Regions from separate parts of the Sus scrofa genome. Here region 2 is linked to region 1. A link is a contact called in public promoter capture Hi-C data. All regions are on one chromosome and are shown on one strand. The core of a region is the stretch at or near the end of the contact, and the rest is flanking DNA. Distances in the headings are between cores, read along the strand shown.

Region 1 (7,527 bases), core at 2,636-5,135:
CCTCAGACTTAGAATTTGTCCCCTTACACATTAAGTAGGCTTTATTTGTAAATGAAGGAGCTCTCTGTCTTGCAAATGAAACTTACTGGGACACAAATAAAACAGATAAAAGCAGAGCCACTAAAAATCCCTCCAAAAATCAGTCTCAGTGGGAGCCACTGAGGCCTTTAGGAATTCAAGAATTAATTATGAAGCTACTGGACTATGTCATCTTTTATTTTTTCATATTTACTTTTTTTCTTTTACTATGATTTCTAAGTGCAAGGTGATATACTAGAGTAGATTCTAGAGCAGAAATAGGACACTAGTGGAAAAACCTGAAACCTGAAGAAAGTCTGAAGTTTAGTTAAGTAATACACTTTCAGTTTTGACAAAAGTACCATAGTTAATGTAAGTTGTCACATTAGAATAAACTAGATGGAGAGCATATGGGTATTCTCTGTACTATCTTTGCAACATTTTTGTAAATCTGAAATTATTCCAAAACAAAAAGTTTATTTAACAAACACCCAACTCCCACTTGTGATAAAATCTCTCAGTAAACTAGGAACAGAGGGGAGGGAACTTTCTCAACTTGATAAAGAACATCTACCAAAACCTACAGTTAACATCATACTTAATGATATAAAACTACATGCTTTCCCATAAGATCAGGAACAAGGTAAGAATGCCCACCCTCATCTCTGACCAAACATCATGCTGGAAGTCCTTAGTGAGGCAACAGAAAATAAAAGGTATATGAGTTGGAACAGAAAAAAAAACAAACTGTTCAAAGATGATAAGACTGTCTGTAAAAAATTCTAGAGCATCAACCAAAAAAACTCTTGGAATCAATAAGGAATTATACCAAGATTTGCAGGGTACAAAGGTAATATAAAAAAGTCAATTGTTTACCTACATACTAGCAATGAGCAATTGAAATTTGAAATAAAAATGAAATATGTGTGTATAACTAACAAAATATGTACAAGATCTATGAGAGGAAAACTACAAAACTTATGTGAGAACTCAAGGTAGAACTAAATAAATAGAGATTTTATGTTCATGAACAGGAAGACTCAACATTGTTAAGATGTCAATTCTTCCCAACTTTATATATATTCACGCAATGGTCAATCAAAATTCTAGCAAGATTCTAAAGTTCACACGGAGAAGTAAACAACCCAGAATAGCTAATACAATTCTTGAAGGATAAGGACAGAGTTGAAGGAGTGACACTACTGGACTTCAAGATTCATTGAAAAGTTGAGAGAATCTCTGGTATTTGAGCAAAAATAGATCAATGAAACAGAACAGAGTCCAGGAATAGAACCACACAAATACAGTCAGCTGATCTTTGACAAAGGGGCAAAGGCGATTCAATGGAAAAAGGGCTGCCTTTTCAACAAATGGTGCTAGAACAACGGGACATTCACATTAAAAAAATTTAATCTAGACACAGATCTTAACAACTTTTATAAAAATTAACTCAAAATAGATCATAGATCTAAATGTAAACTGTAAAACTATTAAAGATATAAAGATATATATAAAGTAACACCATAGAAAAATATAGGTGACCATGAGTTTGACAATGAGTTTTTAGGTACAGCACCAAAAGTAGACTCTATGAAAAAAAAAATTGATAAGCTATATGTCACTGAAATTAAAAACGTCTGCTCAGCGAAAGATATGGTTAAGGGCATGAAAAAACAAACCACAGACGGGGAGGAAATATTTACAAAACACACATCTGGAATCCAAAATATTCTTTTTTTAATTCTTAAAACAACAACAGGAGTTCCCACTGTGACACAATGGATTGGCAGCAGGACATGGGCTCAATCTCCAGCCTGGCACGGTGAGTTGGTTAAAGGATCCAACTGTTGCTGCAGCTGTGGTGTAGTTCACAACTGCGGCTCGGATCTGATCCCTGGCCTGGGAACTCCATATGCCATGGGGCAGTCAAAATGGACAAACAAACAAGAAAACAACCCAACTAAAAAAATAAGCAAAAGATCTGAACATCAACAGCTACCTGGAGGTGTTATTGCCAGAATTAAAAGAGAACTCTCAAAACAAACTTAGAATGAAGGCTGGCACAAAGCAAATTCTCAACAAAGATCTATGACTCTTATTTTTGTGGCCAAGGCTATAATAAAAGTAAACAGAGTGCTCTGAGAAGAACATCAGTCTGGGCTGGTAAGAGAAGAAGGTACCCAGGAGCGGACTCCAGAGATGAGTCTGAAAGGCTCACGTGTGGGGTGAGGATAGGCGGCAGGCACGGCCTCCAGCAGAAGTGCAGGAGGAGGTGTAGGCGGAAGTCGCATGTACTCTCAGAGCTTCCATCTCACTCACAGTACATAAGTGAACCCATGTGATCAGAAAAATAGGGAGATGCTCTACTTTAAAATATACTGTAAAAGTCATGTTAATTTTTTTTTGGCGGGGTGGGGGGGCCCACACCCATGGCATATGGAAGTTCGGAGGCCAGGGACTGAATCTGCTCCACAATAGAGACCTGAGCCACGGCAGTAACAATGCCAGGTCCTTAACCTGCTGCACCACAGAGGAACTCCGGCTACGGTAAGATAAAAGTGTGAGCTTTAGAATTCCCACCTCATTCCAGGCCAGACTGCTTCTGGTTGCTCCGCAAACAGAGAGTGTAAAAACCTTGCAGAGCACTGCTCCCAAAATCTAAGAGCTGATAACAGATTTAAAGTGTTTTCACTGGGCCCAGCCAGTCTTAAACTCAAAGGGGAACACTTACAGACAACTATCTGTCTGGCCCAGGAGGCAGGAGAACTCCCCCATTCCCTCAAACTGACCCATTTAGGCAGTGGTCTTCTGAAGTCCTAAGGGCTGCTGGACTGTACCTCAAGGAAGGCCAATACCTCATGCAAGTGGAACCGTGGAAACATGCAGAAAGACACCCCCTCTCGGGTCAATGTCTGGAAGCCAGCAAAAGAGACCTCCCCAAAGGAGTGGGGTCAGGAATGCGTACTCACCAGAGGGGGTCTGCATGAGACACACTGATGACAAATGCCTCTCCGGTCTGGCCAGAGAGAGTCCGCCCACTTTTATCAACAATTGTCCCTGAAATCTGAATTGACACAGTAAATCCAGTCAACAACACAGACTTAAGACACAGTCACAGAAACAGAACAAAGTGAGTAAGGTGATTTTCTCTGTTCCCATACAAAAAAGAGAACTGTGGCACTCCGACCCCAAGGCAGTCAGAACAGATGAATGCCAAGGGCCCAGGGGAGGCCTTGGAAAGCCACAGAAGCATAGAAAAGGGAAAGTCATGGAGGCAAAAGCAGAGCCCGGAAAAGCTCCAGGGTTCAGACCTCTGGGCCTATGGGAGAAGACTCACCCACAATAACTCAGGTTATCCTGCTCTTGCTGTTAAACATCTGGTGTGTCTAACGCCCCTTGTTTGATTTTAGTATACTCTCACCCGGCCAGGTGGCTGCCCATTGCTTTCATAAGCTGGCACTCTGCAGCCTCTGTTGGTGGCCTCACCATCAGCACCAAGCCTGTCCCTCCTCGGGCCCTAACAAGAGGGAGCCTTGGCTTCGAGGACCAGTTCAGCCAGGCTTCTATGGAACAGCCTGCCTTCACAACCACCTCTGGACCCACCCACTCTCCACATGCTACAGATAAGGCTGTGACTGGTCTAGAGGTGGTGGTCTGAGGAGATTAAGACAGGTGCTTCCTAAAAGGTACTGTCAATAGAATAGGTCCATGCCAGGAAAACAAAAACCCCACCCTCAAAATGACAATATTAGCAAAGAACAAAGTTCACCATGCAAATAATTTAGAACTTACAAAGATAGGTCGGGGAGCATACTCCTCTTCAAAAAGTTTCTGGACTGCGAACAAAGCTGCCTGTCAGGGGGAAAAAAGGACATTTTCAACTCTGAGAGACTGTGTCAAAGGTCAGTCTAGGTGGCGGAGCAGAACACTCCTGCTACCAAGACCTCTTCAGATAAGATACAGTCATGTTCTCCAGGGAAAAGAAACTCATGCTCCCGGCAGCCTTTCCTGAGGCACATGTCACAACAAACCAATGCTGATGGCAAGTTCACCCAACCAGGGGTCCTCTGAGGAGAGCTGAAGAACAACTCTTCTTCCTCTCCGTCAAAATTAAAAATACATAATGAAGGGAGTTCCTATCATGGCACAGTGGTTAATGAATTCGACAAGGAACCATGAGGTTGCGGGTTTGATCCCTGGCCTTGCTCAGTGGGTTAAGGATCTGGCATTGCCGTGAGCTGTGGTGTAGGTTGCAGACGCGGCTCGGATCCTGCCTTGCTGTGGCTCTGGTGTAGGCCAGTGGCTACAGCTCCGATTCGACCCCTAGCCTGGGAACCTCCATATGCCACAGGAGCGGCCCTAGAAAAGACAAAAAATAAATAAAAATAAAAATACATAATGACGAAGCCTCTCCTTTCCACAGCCTCACATACACACAGCAGGGACAGGAACCCACAGTGTGCCTCCCTGCAGAAAAGAGTACAAACTAGAATAGCTAAAATGGCTAGAACGGGCTATAAAGGCACAATCTCACGTCAATCTGTCCTGTCCATGTTTTGTTAAGTTCCAGGACCCACCCACAGACACCGAGACCCTCCAATGCTCAGGGCCCTTCCACATGGCAACCCGCACACGTGGAGGGAACAACCATACAAATTAAAACTACAGTGAGGTAGTGCTTTTCACCTTTTGGATTGAAAAAGAGCAAGAAGTTCAAGACAGACGGTATGGTGAAGGCAGCACTACTGCACACTGCTTGCTGACTACAGTATAAATGAGTTCAATCTTGGAGGTTAATCTGACACTAAAGATCAAAATAAGCATTGCCCATACCCTTTGACCCAGCAATTTCACTTGTAGAAACTTACCCTCAGATACACTGTGCAAAAACATATACATGAGGATATCTGCTTTCTATTCCACACACTTACATACTTTTGTACAAATATAAGGAATATAAGCACAAACGCATACATATACGCACACTTTTATCTGCATGCAACCTCTTCCAGGACCACTCACTGTCCCTGAGGAAGACGGCTGGATTCCCGGGAATAGGATATGGAAGCATATTTACTTTTCACTCCATATGTTTATGTAAATTTGAATTTTAGAACCATGCACATATAATTATTACCTATGTACATAAAGTAACTATATAAAAATATTCAGTTCCATAATTTTTTTAAAAAACATTTTGTGAAAGAAAAATAACCTTTTGAAGTTTCCTTCATTCTACTGGACTCAGTTTAAAATGTTCGAAAATAAAAATGGGGAGTTTCCTCTGTGGCTCAGTGGTTAATGAACCCGACTAGGACCCATAAGGATGCAGGTTTGGTCCCTGGCCTCACTCAGTGGGTTAAGGATCTGGCAGTGCTGTGAGCTGTGGTGTAGGTCTCAGACGTGGCTTGGATCCTGTGTTGCTGTGGCTGTGGCTTAGGCTGGCAGCTATAGCTCTGATTCAACCCCTAGCCTGGGAACTTCCATATGCCTTGGGTGCAGTCCTAAAAAACAAACAAACAAACAAAAAGGAATCAAGGCATTTTCTTTAGCTTTAATAATGGCCATTCTAGTCTCCTTACTCCATTAGGGGGTGTACCCCAGCCCCCACCCCAGCAGTCCCTTTTTTCCCCTTTAACTCACCTTGGCATTGGCAGTGTCAAAAATAGTTTCAATGAGTAAGATGTCAACCCCACCATCCAGAAGCCCCTTGGCTTGCTCTTTGTATGCTTCAACAAGCTCATCAAATGCTGCAAAAAAAATAAACCACATCCAAGACATCAGTCATCAACATCCTCTGAATGGCCAAGACATGTCGAATTCAGGTCTGGCACCAGGGGGTCTACCGCTGGTTTAGAACTCATAATTTAAGGGTCACACCACCTTGTGTAAGAAAAAAAGAAACATAGCAATGATGGTCATTAAGCCAGCAAACTGCATTCAGTTGCTCCTAAACACCTGGCACCCAAGCTCACTGCCCATGTATGAGCTGAGAACGAGTGGCTGGGTGTGAAGGTGCATTTCTTTTTTTTTTTGTCTTTTTTTGCTATTTCTTGGGCCCCTCCCACGGCATATGGAGGTTCCCAGGCTAGGGGTCGAATCGGAGCTGTAGCCACCGGCCTACACCAGAGCCACAGCAAGGCAGGATCCAAGCCGCATCTGCAACCTACACCACAGCTTACGGCAATGCCAGATCCTTAACCCACTGAGCAAGGCCAGGGATCGAACCCGCAACCTCATGGTTCCTAGTCGGATTCGTTAACCACTACGCCACTACGGGAACTCCGAAGGTACATTTCTTGAAGCTCTGTCTCTTTCCTTCGAGATCTTTAAAATAGGTCTTTCTGGAAGTTCCCATGTGACGCAGTGGGTTAAGGAGCCGGCATGGCCGCAGCTGTGGCGCAATTTGAAACCATGGCAGAGATTAGATCCTTGGCCCAGGAATTTCCACAAGCAGCATGTGCAGCCAAAAAAAACCCAAAAACCCAGATCTTTCTTTCCAGGGATTGTCTTCATTAGTCACTTCAGGGATGAGCGGCTGGAATACCTAAAGAAATATGTACTTTGAGCTGGAAAGAGCCCCATTTGAGCAGGATTCTCTCTCAGCCTCTGTTAAAGGTCGGCTATCTGCAGACTGTGCTCCCGCCTCTGACACCAACTACTGCCAGAGAAAAACCTGCCTGGTGGGCAGTTTCAGTCTGAAACAACAAGTGTTCAATCATTCCTAGATTACCTTTTTTTTTTTTTAAAGGCTGCACCCACAGCATATGGAAATTCCCAGGCCAGGGACAGAATCCTAGCTGCAGCTGCAACACACACCACAGCTGCAGTAACGCCAGATCCTTTTAACCCTCTGGGCCAGGCCAGGAATCAAATCTGAGCCCCCACAGCAACCCGAGCCACAGCAGTCGGATTCTTAACTCACTGTGCCACAGCGGAAACTTCTCCCTAGGTAACATTTTTGTTAGACATGTCTTGAGTTGTCTATTTTCATCTGAGAGGTCAGCCCTCTCCCTGTTTTACCTCTCACCCAAGAAAGATGCTCATCTATTCAAAGATGCTTCATCTATGTAAAATGAAGAGAAGCTACTTCATCTTACACAGCACAAGAGAAAGGAAACATCAGCTCCTTGCTGTCCTAACTAGACCAAAGGGAGCACCGACCAAACATAAGCACAGAATGAGCAACCCTGGTGGGAAAGTGTGGTACCATGTAACCCAGACCTACAAACCACACCTGCCTGAATTTGTCACCCACACAAAATTCATAATATCATTACTATTCAGCTCTGATCATTTAATTCTTTTGGGGTTTTTGTAGTCTGATGCTTAAGAAATTGACCAAAATTTCTAAATTTTTTGTAAAATTTCAATGAAAGTACACGTATAGATGCTAGTTTATAATATTTATAATGCTAGTGTGTTTATACAGTTTAGACTGCCTTCTGGTGAATAAAATAGGGGTCTAGTGGATTATTCTGTAATAGACCAAGGCCTGGTATCTACATT
Region 2 (7,527 bases), core at 2,292-4,791, 190 kb after region 1:
TGCCTCCTTAGAGAAACTTCTCCAACCACTCAAACTAACGATGGCCTCCCTCTGTTACCCCTAACACATGGCTTTGTATTATTGTCATCAGAACCCTTATGACGTTATCTGATGGTTTTCTGATTTATCTATTTATCTATCTCTTACTGTCTCTTCCTGGTGGAATTTAAGTTCCATAAAAGCAGAGAATTTACATGTCTTGTCTACCACCACCATATGCCTAGCCTGGTCTAAAGTACACAGGAACTGAATCAAAGTCTTCGCAATCTGGACTGAAAGGGAGTGGGGTGAGGGAGGGCAAACATTCTTTTAAAAAGAACTAATTCAGGAGTTCCCGTCGTGGCGAAGTGGTTAACGAATCCGACTAGGAACCATGAGATTGCGGGTTCGGTCCCTGCACTTGCTCAGTGGGTTAACGATCCGGCGTTGCTGTGAGCTGTGGTGTAGGTTGCAGATGCGGCTCGGATCCTGCGTTGCTGTGGCTCTGGCGTAGGCTGGTGGCTACAGCTCCGATTCAACCCCTAGCCTGGGAACCTCCATATGCCGCGGGAGCGGCCCAAGAAATAGCAACAACAACAACAACAAAAGACAAAAAGGCAAAAAAATAAAATAAATAAATAAATAAATAAAAAGAACTAATTCATGGAGTTCCCTTGTGGCTTAGTAGGTTAAGGACCTGACGTTATCACTGCTGTGGTGAAGGTTCAGTCCCTGCTCTGCGAACTTCTGCATGCCGTGGGCACAGCCAAAAACAAAAACAAACAAACAAAAAACCAAAAAAAAAAAAAAACAACCCAATTCATTCATTCAGGTCACTCTTACAAATGGGGTAGAGTCCTTGCCATGAACAAAGGTTGAAATAAGAGGCAGAATTCATTACTCTGCCATATGATACTCCCGCATCAGAAGAAAGTATAGTTAAAATAACATCTCTGAAAATAGTATTTACCCTTACATCAAGAAATATGTATCACTATGGCTAAAATTTTGGATTTAAAGAATGAAAAATGGTAAAAGGTATGAAAAGGATTGCAGAGTTACAATGAACTATAAAGGATATTTTAAATTCAAATAACAACTGAGAAAGAAAGCTTGCTCTGGTCTTCTGCTAAATAATCAAACTGGGAGACAGGGTTATGATCACAAAAACTGAGGAGGCTATAATCAGAAAACAATCACAAATATATCCAAAGGATTCTCTTAAAATGGAGAAAAAGATCTACTTTGAGGGGAGTTCCTGTTGTGGCTCAGTGGAAACGAATCTGACTAGTATCTGTGAGGATGTGTGTTTGATCCCTGGCTTAGCCTAGTGGGTTGGGGATCCGGCGTTGCTGTGAGTTGTGGTGTAGGTTACAGACGCAGCTTGGATCCCCGGTTGTTGTGGCATAGGCGTGCAGCTATAGCTCGGATTTGACCCCTAGCCTGGTAACTTCCATACGCCATGAGTGCAGCCCAAAAGATATACTTTAAGATCACAACGTATTTCTTCAAACCAAAGCTTTTTTAAAAAACATTATTACACTTACAAATATCTGACTTGTTCTTCATACTTTCCTAATTTACTTCCAAAGTAAAATTCAGGAGTGTTCTTGTGACATAGTGAATTAAGGATCTGGTGTTGTCACTGCAGCTGCACCAGTTGTTGCTGTGGCACAGGTTCAGTCCTTGGCCTAGGAATTTCCTCATGCCTGAGTGTGGCCAAAAACAAAACAAAACAAAGTAAAATTAAGCACGATATCACATACCCTTGGAACTGATATAAAGATAATTGAACCAAATACCATGGCACTTTTCTGTTTATTTTCGCTTTGATAAAGTTTTTAAAAATATGAGGATTTGGGAGTTCCTGTTGTGGTGCAGTGGTAACGAACCCGACTAGAATCCATGAGGACTCGGGTTGCAACCCTGGCCCCACTCAGTGGGTTAAGAATCTAGCGCTGCTCTGAGCTGTGGTGCAGGTTCTCAGACAGGCTAGGATCTGGTATTGCTGTTGGCACTGGCCAGCAGCTGAAGCTCCAATTCACCCTCTAGCCTGGGGACTTCCATGTGCCACAAGTGCAGCCTTAAAAATAAATAAATAAATGCAGTTTTTAAAAAAATGAGGATTTTTTTAGTGAGAAAAAACCAAATATGCCTTGTGGATAAAACAGACCTGCCTGATATTTATTTCTCACTACTTTCATTTCTCCCAAAGCTGACTGCTTTTATAAAGAACGAAAAAAATTCATTTGAGACATCTATTTGTAAGGATGAAAGAGGTACCACCGGAACTTAAAAACTCATGTTATTCTATGCAAGGCAGTCAACACCACATGTTGAAGATCACTAACAATCTGTAGAAACAACCAAAACGATTTTGTTCTTTGTTACAGCAAAGCAACAACAAAAGATAGTGTTTGTAAAAGGAAGAGATCTTCAGAAGTACAGAAGGGAGGCCCCCAGATTGGAACTATGTTTCCAGCCATCGCCAGTGAAGACGACTGACATCTTGTCACGGAAAAGCTCCACCTTCTAAGAGAAAGGAAAGCATCCAAAAAAAGGTGGGTAGGACATCCCGTCTCAATCCTGCCTCTCTGCACCTTCTCAGAGAAGCTGGGGAGGCAGCACAGAGCGCTCTCTCCACAGACTGCAGTATATCCATCCATAGGGGAAACTCTTTGGCAACATCGGCCTACAGTGACACCAAGACCAATGGTTGGTTACCTTGAGCAAGGAGTGGAGTGGGCATCACAGCAAAGGCGCAAAGTGATGGAAACTTCCTATGTCTGGAATGGGGAGAGGGAGAGAGAGATGCCTACTTACTTTTTTGTTAAAAACTCATCAAATAGCTAAAGTTTGAGATTTAGTTTGTAAATGATATCCAGGGTCAGTGAAAAACAAAACAAAAAACAACAGCGCGTGGTCTTCAGGAATGCCAACTGCAGGGATGGGATGGCCCCAAGCTCCAGAACGGTTGTGCCCAGCATTTACAGGGCAGCTCGCACTGAGACCAGCTCCTATCAAGAAATTCTCAGCCTGTTTCCACCTTATTAGAGAAGATAAACTGAGAAATGAGAATTCGGTGTAGCTCAAATGTAAGGATGAAAGATGTACACCGGCACTTAAAAAACTCGTGTTATTCTACACAAGGCAATCAACACCACATGTTGGAGATCTGTAGAAATAACCGAAAAGATGCTTTTCTTTGTTAAAGCAAAGCCACAGGAAAAGATATTGTTTGTAAAAGGAAGGGGCTCGCACGGATCTGTGAATTCGGGCTGTGAGTTCACAGCCCACAGTTTTAACCACTGCGCGATGCTGCTGGTCCTTAAAGCTGGATAAATATGTATTGAATGAATAATTCCTGCTACAGACCTTAAGGCTCACAAAAGGCCCACCCAGAAACGGTAACTTCCAGCTACCTGCCGAGAATCGACCGCTACCCCACGGTAGGGTCGGGATTCCGAGCCTAAAGTCTGGCGCGGCGGGGGGGCGGAGTTTCGCCGCCGGGAGGTGGAGTCGACTTTTCTCAATTTGGCAAGCTTGTACCTCTTCTCTTGCCGTAGTGCCCGAAACCGGAAGCTCGCCTAAGGCGTGCTTTACATTTCCGGGCGAAAGCTGGATTTTTTTGGTACCATGTGGGAGCACTTGTGAAGATTCGCAGGCTTCTAAATCCTGCCCGAAGTCGAGCTCCAGGTGAGCAAGAGTTGTGGGTCTGGGCGGCATCGCGGGTTTTCGAGTCTCCGCGGATTCGGGGCTGAGACACGCGTGGCGCGGCCGCTGAGGCTGTACTTCAGCTGTTAACGCTGTTGCTGTAGTGTCCGCGACCGCGCTGCGTGCGGAGGAAAGTTGCTATTTGCGGTTAAGCCACCTTAAGATTTTGTGGACGCTTCTCACGGTGGTTATGTTTCTTAGCCTGCGTTTTTTAGAAGTCCTCTGGCGTGAAAGATGACGTCCTTAGCCCAGCAGCTCCAGAGACTCGCTCTCCCTCAAAGTGATCCCAGTCTCTTATCCAGAGATGAAGTTGCCTCTTTGTTGTTTGACCCCAAGGAAGCGGCCACCGTCGACAGGGACACGGCCTTTGCCATTGGTGAGCTACCCTTTAAATTAAAAAAACTCTGGGAAGCTTGCGTCCTGGGTGTTGCTGTATTTTCTTGTTTTCTGACCCGCCCTCTTCCTTAGCGGCTTCTAACTTGCTAACTTGACTTAATTTTATTAAAGGAAAGAAAATAGCAGTCACTTGTTAAGATGTCTTAAGTGTGTCTATAGGCAGCGGAACTTGAATTCCACAGATAAAGTTAAGGAGTAGAGAGGAAGAACAGCTAAAAGTGGCTGGAGGTTAGGGGAGGTGTCTTCCCCGGATTAGTCAGGTTATAATATTGAAATTGTATTGAGGAAAAAAAGAAGGCCCCCTGCCAGGGGTACTTTCTATTTTCCTGATTCATGAGGATGGAACTTATTTTCTTTGTTGGAAACTAGAAACCTGTGTTTGGGACTGTATTACAGATTACATGTGCTAAAAGAATTCACATTTTTAGGGATAAGTAAAACAGTAAAAGAAGAGTAAGACGAGTTTGCTTGCAAAGATTTGTTAATTTAACTGGCCTTTTCCTAGGATGCACTGGCCTGGAAGAGCTGCTTGGAATTGATCCTTCCTTTGAACAGTTTGAAGCACCGTTGTTCAGCCAGCTAGCAAAAACCTTGGAGCGCAGCGTTCAGACCAAAACAGTGAACAAACAGCTGGATGAAAACATTTCATTATTTCTTATTCACTTGTCCCCTTACTTCCTGCTGAAGCCAGCACAGAAGTGTCTGGAGTGGTTGATTCACAGGTAGCAAATGGAATTACAAAAGTAATTATGGGCTGCTAACATTGATCTCTTTTAAAAATCAAGTAGCGAGAACATTTATCAATTTAAAGTTGAAAAATTAGGTGTATCAGGAGGTTAACATGATTTGTATTGGGTGAGATAAGCATGCCCTTCTATTATTGAACTCATTTTTACCAATAGTGAAAAGTAGAACTATTAAAGATCTTGGGTATGTAGTCTAACCTCATTAGTTCTAAGGAGTTCATGTCAGTTTGCTGTTCTAAATTGTCACTGCATATTTGGAACAAAGGTTATTAGTAAAATTTCTTTCTCGCCAAAATAACAACAACAACAAAAAAAATGGTTTGGAAAGAGGATAATGGTATTATCTAAAATACCCCAACTTAAGAAAAATAGTAGTGGCTAATGTGTATTGAACATTTATACACCAGGCCTTGTGGTAAGCACTTTGCATGTATTATCTTGGTGCTCACATCATTCAGTGGGGAGATGCTTCTGTTAGCCTGCCACAACAGGAATTCCTGATATTTTAAAATGCTACTACATAAGAATAGTATTGTTAGTACAGGGAGTATAGTACTCTCTGTTGAGGAGTACTTTAATGCTTATTAAGTGCTCTATACCGTGATTATGGTTATTTGGTTATTTTAAATGGGTTTAGTTCATTTCATTGATACACAGTTTGGACATGTGAGGAAAGACATGCTTTTAAGTTTTGTGTCACCTCTACCTGTTTGCTTTTTTCCCCAGGTTCCATATCCATCTTTATAATCAAGATAGCCTCATCGCTTGCATTCTGCCATACCACGAGACAAGAATATTTGTGCGAGTTATACAGCTTCTAAAAATTAATAATTCAAAGCACAAATGGTTCTGGCTGTTGCCAGTTAAGGTATGATTGTTGAATGACACATATCTATAATCATTGCAATCCTTAATTAAAGATATAATTTGGAAAAAATCAAGTCATTAGTGCTCCTGAGAGTAGTCTAATATTATCTCCATCACTTTTATTATCTTGGATTCTCACAAAACTCTGTTTTGACAGATGAGGACAGGCTCAAGTAACTTAATGGATTTGAGTCCAGATCTGACTCTGAAGCTTGTCTTTCCACTGTGCCATGCTGTGTGGCATTTTAAATTTTGAAACTGGAAAGCTTCAAAAAGTTAGAGGTGAAGAAAAACAAAAAAATATTTACAAAAATTAAAAGAGTAGGGACAACTTGAAGGACTTCAGGAAATTATTCAAGTTGTACAGAAGATGTTGGGTATTAATTTACAGATGAATAGTAGAATGTTTGCCTTATGGGAAGGCTCTGGCTGGGATCATTTTGCATGAGTTTATAGTAAAACAACTGACTTGCATTGTCACTTTGTTTCCATCAATAGTAGAAGAAAGTAAATGTATGTTGTTAGCTGGAATTTAACTGAAGGTTGAGTGCAGTGATCTGGGCTCAAGGGAAAACAAATGGGGATGAAACAGACTGGGACTTTGGAAGGAGTTAACTTTATGGGTGATGACAGTGAGGTCCATGATCAGAATTAGTTAAAAAAAAAAAAAAAAGGCATGGGAATTTTTAATAAGAGTTTGAATGTAAAGCATTTGAGCTAAAGAAAAGAGAAGGCCAACCTAAAATAAAGTATCTTAAAATAAATCTATTCGGTATTCACTCTGCTGATAACATCAAAATCATTTTTTCCCTGGTCTACACACAGATCCTGCTGTTCTTTAGACACAATTGTTTCAAGTACGCAAACCCACCTATCAAAGTTCACGTCAAATGACCCTTTTATTGATTTATTCCATGTTTATTGAGCACTTAACACATGCCATGTGCAGTGCTAGGCAGTAGGAAGAGTAGTATGAGTTGACTGGCTTCCTAGTCTATTTGTTTCTAGTGTTACTGTAAAGCAGCGACAAAACCATATCACACTGGCTCAAAAACCCAGTCTAATGGGTAGCGTTACTAAGAATATGGAGAATCCAGATTCAGATAACTACGCATAAAATGCAGCACATGATAAGTAGGCATTTTTCATCAGGTGCCGCCACACTTATTGTTGGCCCTTCTCTTTTAAATTTCCACCTTATAACTATGAGGAGAGGCTGTGTTTTGTATTTATGAACCAGCAGCATGAAGCTTTTTTTTGGTCATTACTTTAAAAAATAATCATGAGTTGATGAATGTCCTTAGTAATGGTTGGTTCTTTCCATCTATAATAGCAATCTGGAGTGCCCTTAGCTAAAGGAACTTTGGTTACCCACTGCTACAAAGATCTTGGATTCATGGATTTCATCTGTAGCCTGGTGACAAAATCTGTGAAGGTGAGTATGTGGTTTCATGAATGTATAATTTCATTGGAAGGTTGTTTCCTCTGAATAAAGAAAATACATGAAGGCCCTCTCTAATAACAGTGGGAATTTGAAGAAGTTCTTTTTATTAAATGATCTGCTGTTTTGGAGCATAAGCCATTTGGTCAGACTTTCTTCATCGGACCTGTTCTTTCTACAAAAATAAATTATTCTATTCTTTACCAAATTCTGATTACAGTAACTGTTTAAAATGAGACAATCTAAAAATGTTAGGAATATTCATTCTTGTCATGTTTATTTATTTATATTTTTTTTGTCTTTTTGTCTTTTTGTCTTTTGTTGTTGTTGTTGTTGCTATTTCTTGGGCCACTCCCGCGGCATATGGAGGTTCCCAGGCTAGGG

The links. Promoter capture Hi-C pulls out the DNA fragments that hold promoters and counts their contacts.
Region 2: a contact with region 1 is called in a promoter capture Hi-C map of liver, with 2.7 times the contacts expected there. The contact joins the promoter of HEATR1 here to the enhancer-like site in region 1. A contact is called at or near these places in 2 of 5 promoter capture datasets (fetal skeletal muscle and liver), 3 of 47 Hi-C or Micro-C datasets (epiblast stem cells, liver and skeletal muscle) and 2 of 2 datasets of contacts at active chromatin or transcription factors (alveolar macrophages and skeletal muscle).

Annotation. Positions count from the first base shown.
Region 1 is chr14:54,624,751-54,632,277 of Sscrofa11.1, forward strand. It overlaps MTR (methionine synthase), which reads right to left. Exons shown (of 33, transcript XM_021073435.1): 6 at 5,662-5,768; 7 at 3,811-3,870; 8 at 2,988-3,082. Among named protein-coding and RNA genes, the nearest start is that of MTR, 24 kb to the right of the region's middle. Within about 2 kb of position 3,886, at least 6 of the 83 cell types and tissues checked have an H3K27ac peak or open chromatin away from gene starts, as enhancers often do. A contact at or near this core is called in liver, where this site is marked.
Region 2 is chr14:54,817,532-54,825,058 of Sscrofa11.1, forward strand. HEATR1 (HEAT repeat-containing protein 1) reads left to right here and starts at 3,542. Exons shown (of 46, transcript XM_021073757.1): 1 at 3,542-3,675; 2 at 3,895-4,069; 3 at 4,595-4,811; 4 at 5,562-5,703; 5 at 7,036-7,137. The coding sequence starts at 3,928.